Linked DNA regions of Mus musculus: region 1 is linked to region 2. Evidence: chromatin contacts called from public promoter capture Hi-C data. All regions are on one chromosome and are shown on one strand. Each heading gives the region's core, a stretch centred on a gene start, on an enhancer-like site or on the middle of the called end of the contact. The rest is flanking DNA. Distances are from core to core; before and after follow the strand shown. Region 1 overlaps Gm38499 (predicted gene, 38499). Region 2 overlaps Bbc3 (BCL2 binding component 3).

Region 1 (6,028 bases), core at 2,384-4,883, 2.9 Mb after region 2:
CTTTTCAGAGCTTCCTTTTATAGGGTTCAAGAGAAATTTAGTTGCTGAGTGGTTGACAGAGAGCAGTTCTCTTATTTTGGTTGATGGGTTACATATTCATTTTTTTCTACTACGCATATCCCATCCCATAAGGTATGATTAAAATTTTTGATTTGTGTTTATGCGCATGTGTCCGTGTGTGCCATGTGTGTTCTAGTGTCATGGAGGACAGAGGAGGGCATCAGATCCCATGGAGCTGGACTGCAGGCAGTAGTGAGACATGAGATCTGGGAACTGGACTCAGGTCCCTAGCAAAAGCAGTATGTGCTCTTAACATCTGAGCCATCTCTCCAGCCCCAGAATGTCTGGTTTTAACCATGCACACCCAGTTATACACCGATAGACTAAGATAGTAAACAGAGGACTATCTCTAAAATTTACTTGAGGACACAGTTTTGTAATTTTTTTCAAAGATTAATATATGCCAGGCAGTGTCGGTACACATTTTTAATCCCAGCACTCGGGGGGTAGAGGCAGGTGAGTTCAAGTTCTGTGAGTTCAAGGTCAGCCTGGTCTACAGACTGAGTTCTAGGTCAGCCAGGGCTACACAGAAAAACCCTGTCTCGACACCCTCCTCAAAAGATTTGTTTTTATTTTATGTGCATGAGTGCTTGGGGTTTTATACTCTGTGGCCACCTTGTGACCCTAACCCTGCCCCACCTTCCAACCAGGGCAGCCTTTTCACTCATGCCCACTTTCCAGGATCTTCTGGACACTGGTTTTTGTTTTGTTGTTGTTGTTATTATTATTAGTGTGTGTCAGTCATTTATTATTATTATTTTATTATTATTATTATTGTTATTATTATTATGTGTGTGTGTGTCAGTCAAGCTTGGGGCAACTCTAGAGTGGGCTTCTTCCAGTTCTGAGGATGGAACTTCGGTAAGCAGGCTTCCATGGCAGACACCCTTACCAACTACCAAACCGTTGCTGACTCTGGACATTATTTAATTCGTTTGTTTTATTTTGAGATCAGGGTCCATTGCTAGCCTAGAATGACCTTTTGTTTCACTCTCCGGTACTGAAATCATGGCTGCCACAATCACCATGACCTGCCCACAGGAGGGCCCTCGTTCTGTCCAGGCCAATTTTCAAAAGACCACCTGGAACTTGTTCCTGAGTGCTGAGTGTCTACCTCAGATAAGCCTGTACCATCAAACTTGTACCTAGGGGACCTCGCATGCTAGGCTGGCACTCTACCAAGGGAGCCACATCCCAGCCTCAGACCATTTTAAAACCATGTCTTCAGGTTCCCGCAGGCTGGAGAAGTCATTATCCTAAGGTTGCGGACTGGGTGACTGTCCTGTAGCCAGGCAATTATGACTATGGCTGTGATCCCCAAGACATGGGGGTGAGGATGGGGGTGGGGTAGGGGAGTGTTTGCAGTGGGGTGAGGAGCGTCCCTGGCCAAAGCAAACTCCGACTCCTCTCTTCTTCCCTGTAGTGTACCACTGGCTAGAGATGCGGACCAAGATGCGCATCATGGGCTTCCATGCTGAGGCCATCAAGCCACTGAATGAGGATGCAGCGGCTGAGCTGGGTGCGAACCTGCTGGGTGAAGCCATCATCTTTGCTGCTGCGGGCAGCTGTCTGCTGCTGGAGTTCTGGCGCCAGAAGTCATCGAAACACCGCAGGGAAGTGGCGCAGGTGGCCACGGTGCTGTCGCTGCGGGAGGATGTGGAATACCTGGAGAACATGCTGGACGAGGTGCAGGTGCAGGTGCAGGCAGCATTGCCCAGGAACTCACTGGATGAGCTGCGGGCAGAGCTGCGGGCAGAGCTGCGGGCGGAGCTGCGGACAGAGTTGCAAGCAGAGTTGCGGGCAGAGCTTCAAGATGAGCTACAGAAGTTCAGAACCCAGATCTGTAAAGATTGCTATGAGCCAGAGCTTAAGCCTGAACTCCAGTGTCCTGAGGCCCCCAAGGAGTAGAGGCCGCAGGACTCTGGCCTTGGACGTGGACTGTTGTCTGGGCTTGTCACATGACTGACCTCTCTGCATGGGCCCACCCCCAAATGGTGCCAGCTAACGTGCCCTGGTCTCTGGGGACAGATGGGTCCTAGGCTGAGAGAGGTGTGAGTACCCCTTCCCACGGGGTCTCTTTAACCCACTGGTGGGACATGACAGGAACCCTTCCAGCTCCCCTAACCAAAACCACCATTGCTTGAATGCTGTACTTGGAAAGGAGGGCAGTGTGTTGGGGAGCCGTCTAACAACCTTACTGGCCCATCATACTCCCTGCCTTAGGTTCTGGAGCCCCATCTCCCTCCATCTACCTCACTTTTTAGGGAAAGAGGATGGGGTCTGCCCTGCCCTGCTCAGTCACTCTGCCTACCCCACCGCACCCCCATAACTGGCCTTTTGTAAAGGACCCACCTGCACCCTTACCATGTGGGCCAGTGCCACCACCCACCTGTTTGTTTCACGGTATTCTCAGGATCACCCTCCCTTACTGCCTTTGATCTTCCGGGTAAAAAGCCACTTAAAATATGGCGAACAGCAGCCTCACCTTCTGTCCAAATGGGACATTCCAGAAAACCAAATAACTCCCTTACCCACTCTTTGCTAACCCACTGGGCCACGAAGGAGTGGTTTATGAATTTAAAATGTTTTATAATTAAAGGAGCCCCAGGTTAAAGAGTGTCTCAAACCATTATTTGTTGAGTGGGCAGGCGTGTCATCCATTTCAGTTAGGAAAGAACTACGGGAGGGGGACTCCTAATGGGGGGGGGGCAGTCATCTTCTGAGACCCTTCCCAGGTAAAGAAGTCAACCCAGCGTTAAGCTGTAAGACTTAACCACACAGTCTGCAGACACTGCAGGATGGAGGAAGCAGGCTGGTGAGGACCACAGAGAGAAGGGGCGTGACTGAACCAGGAATGTATGTAGAACCGGAAGTGAGAAGCAGAATTCTTGCAAGGGCGCCCACAGCTGTCAGCAACCCTCCTTTCCTGGTAGGATACCTCCCCTCTCATATAGCTGCCTTTGATGGGGCATAGCATTTAAAGTACTCCAGAGACCTTTGCATTTATAAAAACTGCAGATTTATTCAGCGAGGGCCCGTGTCCAAGAAGCTATGGTGTAGAAGTCGGAGGACCTATTTTTCCTCTTCTCCCCCTCACTTCATCTTCCCGGAGGGCAAAAATGGTCTGGACCCTGAAATCCTAACCCAAATAAAAAAACCACAAAACTGAGGTTCCAAAAAAGTTAAAGAATCTTAATTCCTCATAGAAAAGAGGGAGGAGCCAAGGCAAAAGGGTGTCCCAGGGGTGGGGGAAATACCCCCCACCTAGTGGGATACCTCCCCTCTTATATATAGCTGCCTCCGATGGGACAAGCCTGGGGTCTAGCATTTAAAAACTCCCACACCCCATTTTTATCAAAACCAAAGAGAAAAAAATTTCCCTTCCCCGCCCCCAAACCCAAATATATATATATACTTTTTCTTAAAAAAAAATTCCAAGGCATTAAAGCGTTAAAGTGAATCCAGAACAAGAGAAGGTGAGACCCCTCCTTCCTTCCCTCACTGCGGGGTTACTCGGTCCATCCCCAGCAGAGGAACCAGCCCCAAGGGGATGGTGAAGGGAAAGGACCAAAGAAAACAAAGGGGTGGGACCTCCTTATCCAATCAGCAGCCAGCGTGGGTGTGACCATGGCACCAGGAAGCCACACCCCACGTGGAATCTTCCAAGTGGGAGCTGGCGGGGGAGAACGCATTCTTGTGTAACTCTTGGTCAAGTAGAGGCAGGGAAAGCAGGTGCCAGGCAGGAAGTACAGAAAGAAGAAATGGGTCTTCTGGGTCCCTGTAGTCAAGGAGAACCCCGCTTCCTCAGCTCCTGGACAAAGACTGGAAGGAATGAGAGGCACAAGTCAGGCCAGTCTCCACTGTCTTCCCTTCCAAGGCAGGCACTTCCCATGAACACAAGGGCCTGCGTTACAACAGAGGTGCCTCACCTTCGATGATTTCCTCTTTCATTTTCTGTAGCTCCTTCCGCACCTCTTCCAGAAGCTCCTGAAAGAACCAATCAAGAGTGGTCCCGGACTCTCTTACTCCAACTTATCTAAGGTTCTTAAACATGAACACTTGCTTGTGTGCTTGTGCAGGTGTGTGCATGTGAGCGTAAGGGATGTGCAAGCAAGAGTGAGGTACATACATACACGTCGCTGGGGTGGAGGTCAGAGAACAGCTTGAAAGAATTCACTTCTTCTACCATGTTGTTTTTGTGGCTAGAACTCGGTTAAGAGTGGCACAGCCACCTTTACCTGCTTAGTCACCAAACAGTCCACTTTATTTCAGGGACAGGGACGGATCGTAGGGCATCTTAAATGCTACTTAAGCACACTACTGCTGAGCCACGCCCCAGCCCCTCTCTGGAGGATTCTAGGCTTTACCACTGAGCCACGCCCCCAGCCCCTCACTTGGGTGGGGAGGAGGGGAGTTCTTGGCACTCTTCTGATTAGCCAGGTTCTCTTCCCTTCCTTCTTGACTGAAGACAGAGAAAGCTGGTTCAACAACCCTTCCCTCATCCTTTAACACAGCTGCCAAGGTCACAAAATGATGGGAATGTTCTACAGGAGAGTTCTAGATCTTTGGGGCCAGCAGAACAGTATTGGAGAACATCCAGGAGCAAGCTTGCCAAATGTACATAGTCTCCTGCCAACTGTGACTAGAGATGGATAGCTCGAGCCACTGAGGATTCTGGGGACTCAGCAGGAATGAGTGATAGACTGGTACGGTCTGCTATAGCTACTGGGAAAGTGTGGGCGTCTGTCCCCTGGGCCCCACCCACCAACTCCTTTCCTCAGGCTAGAAGAGGTTTCTCAGCCTTTCCTAGAACCATTCTGGAGCCAGGTCTGTCTCTCCTGGCATCTTTCTAGCTATTTCCCCAAGCTACCTGCTTCACCCTCTCCAAGTCGGAGTCATCACTGGAGCAGGGCGTCGAGGGGTGGGCCTCGGAGGTAGTCACAGAAGAGGACGACTTCATCCTGAAGAGATGGCACAGGGCAGGAGTGAGGGTCCTATCCCAGGGGTTGTATTATGTTCCTCCCCAATATTTATAGCCTACCTTGGCAAGGTTGTGCTGTTCTTCTCCCAGGGTCTTCTCACAGGTTCTGGGTGGGTGGGTGGGGCAACAAATAAAGATCAGAGACAAGCATTGCCCCCACAGTACCATACCACCACTCAACTCACCAGGCCAAAGAATTTTAGAAAACTACAATCCCCAGTACTGTTTTCACAGATTTTCCCCTGTAGTGCTTTTAAAACAAGAACAATGTGTCCTTGGATTTATAGTTTCTATGGATAGAACAGGGCTATCACTCACCACTCTGGGCAGGGAGTCGGGCCTCTGACTCCTCCTGTTGGCGGTAAATACAAGTATCATAAACTACCCTTTCTATGCCAATATTCAGGTCCAAAGCCAGCTCAGCCCTGTAACACCTCCTCCCTGCCCTAGGGTACTAGTGTACACCATAAGGAATATAGGGCAGGAAAAGCCCCCTACTTACACTGGCTGACTCGTCTTTGGGGGGCTTCTCCCCAACCTGTGTGGCTTTTCTTCTGCAGAGGGGCAAGCAAGGACAAGCTACAGTTCACACTCTGCCACTCAACAGGACCCCTTCCCACTGCTAAATTCCAGGAGAGGTTGGAAAGTTAAAGAAGGGGCCTGCAAGATAGCTCAGCAGAGAGAGATGCTTGTACCAGCAGAACCACCTGATTTAATCCCAAAGACCTCTGTGAAGGCTGATGGAGAGAACTGAGTCCTGCAGCTTATCCTCTAACCCCCACATAAACAGACATACACAGTGAATAAATAAATGTAGCAAGACTTTTAAAAAGAGAGGCAGGCAGATCTCTGTGAGTTCAAAGCCGCCCTAGTCTACACAGCGAGTGACTGTCTCAAAAAAAAAAAAAAAAACAACATGGGACAGAATGTATTACATGGCACAAGGCTGTAATCCCAGTATGTGAGAGGCAGAGGCGGAAGAGTCAT
Region 2 (6,240 bases), core at 2,403-4,902:
TAAGTATAATGATAGTGAACTCACAAGGTGGCATCCACCACCTCGCCCAGTTGCAAGGAGGAGGAGGGCACAGGAGGCCTGGGCTAGTTCTGGGCATGTACTCTAATAGGGTCATTAGCCTGACATCTTCCAAATGGATTACATTCTTCACAACCAAGAACATGAGCCCGGTGGATCTGCTTGGCCATAACCAGTGGAAGGACCAAATAAAAGCTTGCTCTCTCTCTCTCTCTCTCTCTCTCTCTCTCTCTCTCTCTCTCTCTTCCGTTCTTCCTTCCTTCCTTTCTCCCTTCCTTTCTTTCTCTTTTCTTTTCTTTTCTTTTCTTTTCTTTTCTTTTCTTTCTTTCTTTCTTTCTTTCTTTCTTTCTCTCACTCTCCCTCCCACCCTCCCTTTCCTTCCTTCCTTCCTTCCTTCCTACCTTCCTTCCTTCTTTCCTTCCAACACTGGCTGTCCTAGAACACACTATGTAGACCACCATGCTAGCCTTGAATTCTCAGAGATCTGCCTGCCTCTGCCTCACAAGTTCTAAGATTAAAGATGTGAGCTACCACACCCAGCATTCTTTCTTTCTCTCTCTCTCTCTTTCTCTCTTTCTTTTTCTCTTTTCCTTTTTTTTTCTTTCTTTCCTTTTCTTTCTTTTTCTTTTTCTTTTTTAGGCTGGCTCTTAATAAGCTGTTCACACTGGCTTTGAACTCACTTTATAGCTCAGACAGGCTTTGAACTTTTGTCTTCCTGCCTCAGCCTCCTGAGTCGCTGGGATTACAGGCCTGTGCCATCACAGAAGAAATCTAGATGCTACATCACACTTTTTCTCTACCACCAGGGATCGAACAAGAGTTTCCCTGAAGCCAGCATTGCCAAGAGATACCTTCTCTCAGCCTTGCTGGCATGGCCTGCTGTTCTCAACACTCTTCCGGGGTGGTTTGAGAACTGCTTAGGCTGTCGGGCTGCTCCTTACTCTCTCCCATGTCCCAACAGCCTTTTGTTTGGTTGGTTTGATTTTTCCAGTTAGGAGCCTGTGCTCTAGCACAAATTTAGTGAGGCACACTAAGATGAGTTCGAGCCACCACGCCTGTCTCTCACCTTGAGTGGGCTGCGTTTCAGCCCACCCCTTAGAGCCCTTGTGATTCGTAGGGTGTGTGTGCTAGGCTCTATGCTATGGGAATTCTGCCCCAGCCCCTTCCCACCTAGGTTGGGAGAGTGTGCCCTGGTGAGTGAGGGGCTGAAAAATGGCTGGTAAGAGGGTTGCGCTCAGTTTTGGGACCGATCTCGAACCCACACCTTTTGCTCACTAACCCACTGTCTGCGGGTCCAAGCTAATTCCTACTTCCTCCTCTCCCCAGAGACAAGAAGAGCAGCATCGACACCGACCCTCACCCTGGAGGGTCATGTACAATCTCTTCATGGGACTCCTCCCCTTACCCAGGGATCCTGGAGCCCCAGAAATGGAGCCCAACTAGGTGCCTACACCCGCCCGGGGGACGTCGGAGACTTGGGGGGCAGGACCCCCTCCGCCTTCTGACACCCTGGCCAGCGCGGGGGACTTTTTCTGCACCATGTAGCATACTGGACTGCCAGCCTTGCCCGTCCCAGGGGCAGGCAAGGGATGCCACTCGAGCCCGGGCAGCCTGGGTGCACTGATGGAGATACGGACTTGGGGGGACCCTGGCCTCCCGAAAGCCAGGGAAGGGAGGGCTGAAGGACTCATGGTGACTGAGGGGGTGGGGACCGAGCCGCCCGCCTCTGCCGCCCACCACCATCTCAGGAAAGGCTGCTGGTGCTGGCTGCCCGTTCCAGCTGCAGGGGGGACGCTGGGGGTGTCCCCAGTGCGCCTTCACTTTGGGCCTGGCCTCAGGCCCCTGGTGCTTCCCCCCCTCCTCCTGAGGAGGGGGTCTGTGAAGAGCATATGAGCCAAACCTGACCACTAGCCTCCTGGAGCCAGAGAATGGGGGGCGTGTGAAGGCCTTCTTAACCCAGTGCCCAGCCATCTTCCCTGAGCCGCCGGCGGGCGGTGAACGATGCCTGCCTCACCTTCATCTGGGGGTGTCCAGGAGGGGTCCAGACTGTGAATCCTGTGCTCTGCCCGGGACCACCCCCCCCCCCCCAATCCCCATCCATCTCATTGCATAGGTTTAGAGAGAGCACGTGTGACCACTGGCATTCATTTGGGGGGTGGGAGATATTGGCGGAAGCCACCCCAGCCTTAGTCCCCAGGGCAAAGCGCTGGGGAGGAAGATGGGGAGTCAGGGAGGGGGGAAGTCTCAGAAGAGGGAGGAGTCTGGGAGCGGGGAGGGACGGCCCAGCCTGTAAGATACTGTACATGCACTGCTGTAGATATACTGGAATGAATTTTCTGTACATGTTTGGTTAATTTTTTTTGTACATGATTTTTGTATGTTTCCTTTTCAATAAAATCAGATTGAACAGTGAACACTCTTTTTGTTAGCTTTACCAGTGACAGAGCATCTGGCACTACCTGTAAGGACATGAAAGAAACGGTGTGTGTGTGTATGTGTGTGTGTGTGTGTGTGTGTGTGTGTGAGAAATGGCTCAGTGGTTAAGAGCACTGACTGCTCTTCCAGAGGTCCTGAGTTCAAATCCCAGCAACCACATGGTGGCTCACAACCATCATAATGAGATCAGACACCCTCTTCTGGAGTGTCTGAAGGCAGCTACAGTGTACTTACATATAACAATAAATAAATGTAAAAAAGAGAAAGAAAGAAAGAAACTGGAACTTTTGGACTCTTAAGGGGCAGTCATACTAAAAGGTAAGCTAGAGGCTGGTCTGGTGGCACAGGCCTGTCGTAGCTAGTTGGAAGGCCTGAGCAACTGAGACCCAGTCTCAGCAATGGGGAGGGGACAGGTGGAGGGGACAGGCGGAGCGCTGGCTCAGCAGGTAGAAGTATGGGCTGTTCTTCAAGAGGATCTGCATTTAGGTCCCAGCACCCATGCTGCAGCTCACACTCTGTAACTCAAGTTCCAGATCTGATACCTCCTGGCCTGCGGGTACCAGGCATGTGCACAGGGCCCATTCCATGCGGACAAGGAAACCCAAAACCCCAAAAACACATATGCACATAAAATAGGTAAATGTGCCAGGGAGGTGGCTCAACTGTGAAGAGCACCAGCCGTTCTTCCAGAGGTCCTGAGTTCAATTCCCAGCTACCACATGGTGGCTCACAACTATGTATAATGTTATCCAATGCCCTCTTCTGGCCTGCAGGCTTTCATATAGATACAAACTTCATATACAATTAATTTAAAAATAAAGCCGGGCGTGGTAACACACACCTTTAATCCCAGCACTTGGGAGGCAGAGGCAGGTGGATCTATGAGTTTGAGGCCAGCCTGGTCTACAGAGTGAGTTCCAGGACAGCCAGGGCTACACAGAGAAACCCTGTCTCAAACAAACAAACAAACAAACAAAAAAACAGTAGAAAGACTGGGAGCATTGCTCAGTGGTAGAGCCCCTGCCTAGTAGGATATGGAGGTGTGGCTCAACTGAGCACAAAGTCCTGGGTTCAGTTACTTATACCAAGAGAAAAAAGGAAGGCGGGATGAAAGAGGCACAGAAGTTGTAGCTACACAGAGCTGGCAGCCACTGCTGTAGTCTTGAGAGCAAGCACACACAGGGACTAATACTTCATGTGTACTTATTTCATCAGGTATGAAGAGTGTAACTAAGCTTAAGATTTACTGTACGAACGAACGAATAGCTTATAGTTTAGAAGCCACTGTTTCAAGAGCTTGAGTTACAGATTGTGAGCTCTGTCCTGAATGACATGGGGTCTAGCCTGGCCCTGTGACCAGCCTCAGGTTGCTCTCTGGCTGGAAAGGGACCTGGAGCTAAGATCAGAACTAGACATTCCTTGCACCATTGTCCTAAGGCCAGGCACATGGCCAGCTCTCGATGCTGAGCACAGCCTCAGAACCCACTTTGCATTATTTTGAGAAAGGAGAGTTTTTCCTACTAACTGACTGAGAATTGGCAGTCCTTGAACCCACTCAAGTGCCAGCTTTGTAATGACTTCAGGGAGAGGCAGATATGTAGTATATCCCTTCCTGGTGGCCAGTGACAGTAAAAAGCAATTTAGGGGAAGTGGATCTTCTAGAGGGCTGTGGGCATAGAGGAGAGGAATCTGATGAAGCCATATCCACTGCCCTCCTGAGCATCTCCACGAGAAGAACATATATGTGTTCAAGAGTCCAAGTGTACTGTGCACACAGCAGTTCTCAAAAGTGCCAAGTCGACGGGCAGTGGTGGCGTACACCTTTGATCCCAGCACTTGGGAGGCAAAGGCAGGCAGATTTCTGAGTTTGAGGCCAGCCTGGTCTACAAAGTGAGTTCCAGGACAGCCAGGGCTATAAGGGAAACCCTGTCTCAAAAAAACAAAAACAAAAACAAAAACAAAACAAAACAAAACAAAACAAAAAAAAAGTGCCAAGTCTGGGGTGTGATGTGGTAGCACACACCTTTAATCCCAGCACTCAGGAGGCAGAGGCAGGCAGATCTCCGAGTATGGCTACAGAGAGAAACTTTGTGGGTGGGGGGAAGTGCCAAGACTAATTAATTGCCACCAGGCATGAGAACCTAACTTCAGCCCCCAGACTCATATTATAGAAGGAGAGAACTATTCTCTACAAGTTGTCCTCTGACCTCCATCCACAGAAGCACTGTGTCTCTAAAACTATTGATTCCTTTAATATTTTTAATATCTTTAATAAGATTTAACTGATTAATTTTCATAAGTATTGTATGGGCCAGATTGCTAACACCTGTCTGAAATTCCAGTACTTGGGGAATGGCGGGGGGGTGGGGGGTGGCGGCGGCAGGAGGATCAGGAGTCCAAGGGCAGTCCAGGGATGGGTGAGACCTTATATTAGGCAATTTCTTGTTGCTGCTACCAAAATATTTGCTAACAAGCAGCGTTGTTGTTGGTGACTGGAGAGACGGCCAGGTGCTTCACAGTACTCCTGGTTTTTGGAGAAGGCTTAGGTTGAGTTCCCAGCACTTGCAGGGCAGCTGATAACATCCGCTCCAGGGGAACTGATGTCTTCTTCTGGCTTTTCTGTGCACTAGACACACATGGTGCCCAGACAAACCTACAGTGGACAAAACATGGAGATACAAAAAATGAATTTTGCCGGGCATGGTGGCACACGCCTTTAATCCCAGCACTCGGGAGGCAGAGGCAGGCAGATTTCTGAGTTCGAGGCCAGCCTGGTCTACAAAGTGAGTTCCAGGACAGCCAGGGCTACACAGAGAAACCCTGTCTCAAAAAAAAAAGAGAGAGAGAGAGAGAAAGAAAGAAAGAGAGAGAGGCAGAGAGAGAGAGAAAGAAAGAAAGAAAAGAAAGGAAGGAAGGAAGGAAGGAAGGAAGGAAGGAAGGAAGGAAGGAAGAGTTTTAGCCTGAGCTGTAAGATAGCGAGGGTAAAGTCTTTTCCCCTGCCTTCCACTGGCTCATTTACATTTTGCTTGGTGCCTTGGTGACTGTGCAGGTATGCCTGCTTTGAGACAGGATTTTCTCATGGAGCTCTGGCGATCTGCCCTCATCATCAATCTTGGTTACAGGCACAGGCAGCCACACCCAGCCTTTCACATGGGATCCAGGGATTCAAACTCAGGCTTGAGTTTTACCCACACAGAGCCAACTTCCTGGTCTTATTCATGTTTTATGGGGCAACCATAAAACCCATGGCAGGCAAGTGCTAAGTCACTAAGCTATACCCCAACTCTCCCTTCAGCATTTTAAGTAGTTTTACAGACGCTTGCCCTCTCTTTTTTGCTTTTGAGACAAGTTTCGATTAGCCCAAGATGGCCTTGAACACCCAATCCCCAATCTTCCTGCTTCCCCTCCTCAGCATTGGCAATGGATCCCAGGGCTTTGTGCATGCCAGCCACACGCCAGCCTCTCAACTCGCCATTAAGGGTCAAGCCCATCCTGTTGACTGGAGGAGGCAGCCCTGGACATTTGATTGCTTGTCTGGCTGCTCACAGCTCTAGCAGCACAAGAGCAGAAAGATCAGGCTAGAAGCAGGGAATAGGGACCCCTCAGAGCACCCTGCCCAGAAACACAGCGCATCCACCAGCCACACTTTTACAGTGCCAAAGACAGTGCCACCAAGGAGCAAACGTCCACAGACAGAAACCTGTGGAGAATCCATTCAAACCAATACATGTGCATGCATGTGTGTGCGCATGCTCACTACACACATAGGGGCATATGTGCACACAT

What was found. Promoter capture Hi-C pulls out the DNA fragments that hold promoters and counts their contacts.
Region 1: a contact with region 2 is called in a promoter capture Hi-C map of cranial neural crest. The contact joins two enhancer-like sites. A contact is called at or near these places in 4 of 39 promoter capture datasets (the C10 cell line, cranial neural crest, frontonasal cranial neural crest and 1 more).

What each region holds. Positions count from the first base shown.
Region 1 is chr7:19,253,873-19,259,900 of GRCm38.p6, forward strand. Gm38499 (predicted gene, 38499) reads left to right here. Exons shown (of 2, transcript NM_001370864.1): 2 at 1,484-2,674. The coding sequence starts at 1,501. The coding sequence ends at 1,968. Vasp (vasodilator-stimulated phosphoprotein) reads right to left here. Exons shown (of 13, transcript NM_009499.3): 8 at 5,544-5,595; 9 at 5,360-5,393; 10 at 5,102-5,147; 11 at 4,931-5,021; 12 at 3,990-4,047; 13 at 3,057-3,882. The coding sequence ends at 3,845. Among named protein-coding and RNA genes, the nearest start is that of Gm38499, 7.5 kb to the left of the region's middle. Within about 2 kb of position 3,634, at least 72 of the 459 cell types and tissues checked have an H3K27ac peak or open chromatin away from gene starts, as enhancers often do.
Region 2 is chr7:16,315,774-16,322,013 of GRCm38.p6, forward strand. Bbc3 (BCL2 binding component 3) reads left to right here. Exons shown (of 4, transcript NM_133234.2): 4 at 1,345-2,561. The coding sequence ends at 1,461. It also overlaps a transcript of Sae1 not described here. Among named protein-coding and RNA genes, the nearest start is that of Bbc3, 9.3 kb to the left of the region's middle. Within about 2 kb of position 3,653, at least 3 of the 459 cell types and tissues checked have an H3K27ac peak or open chromatin away from gene starts, as enhancers often do.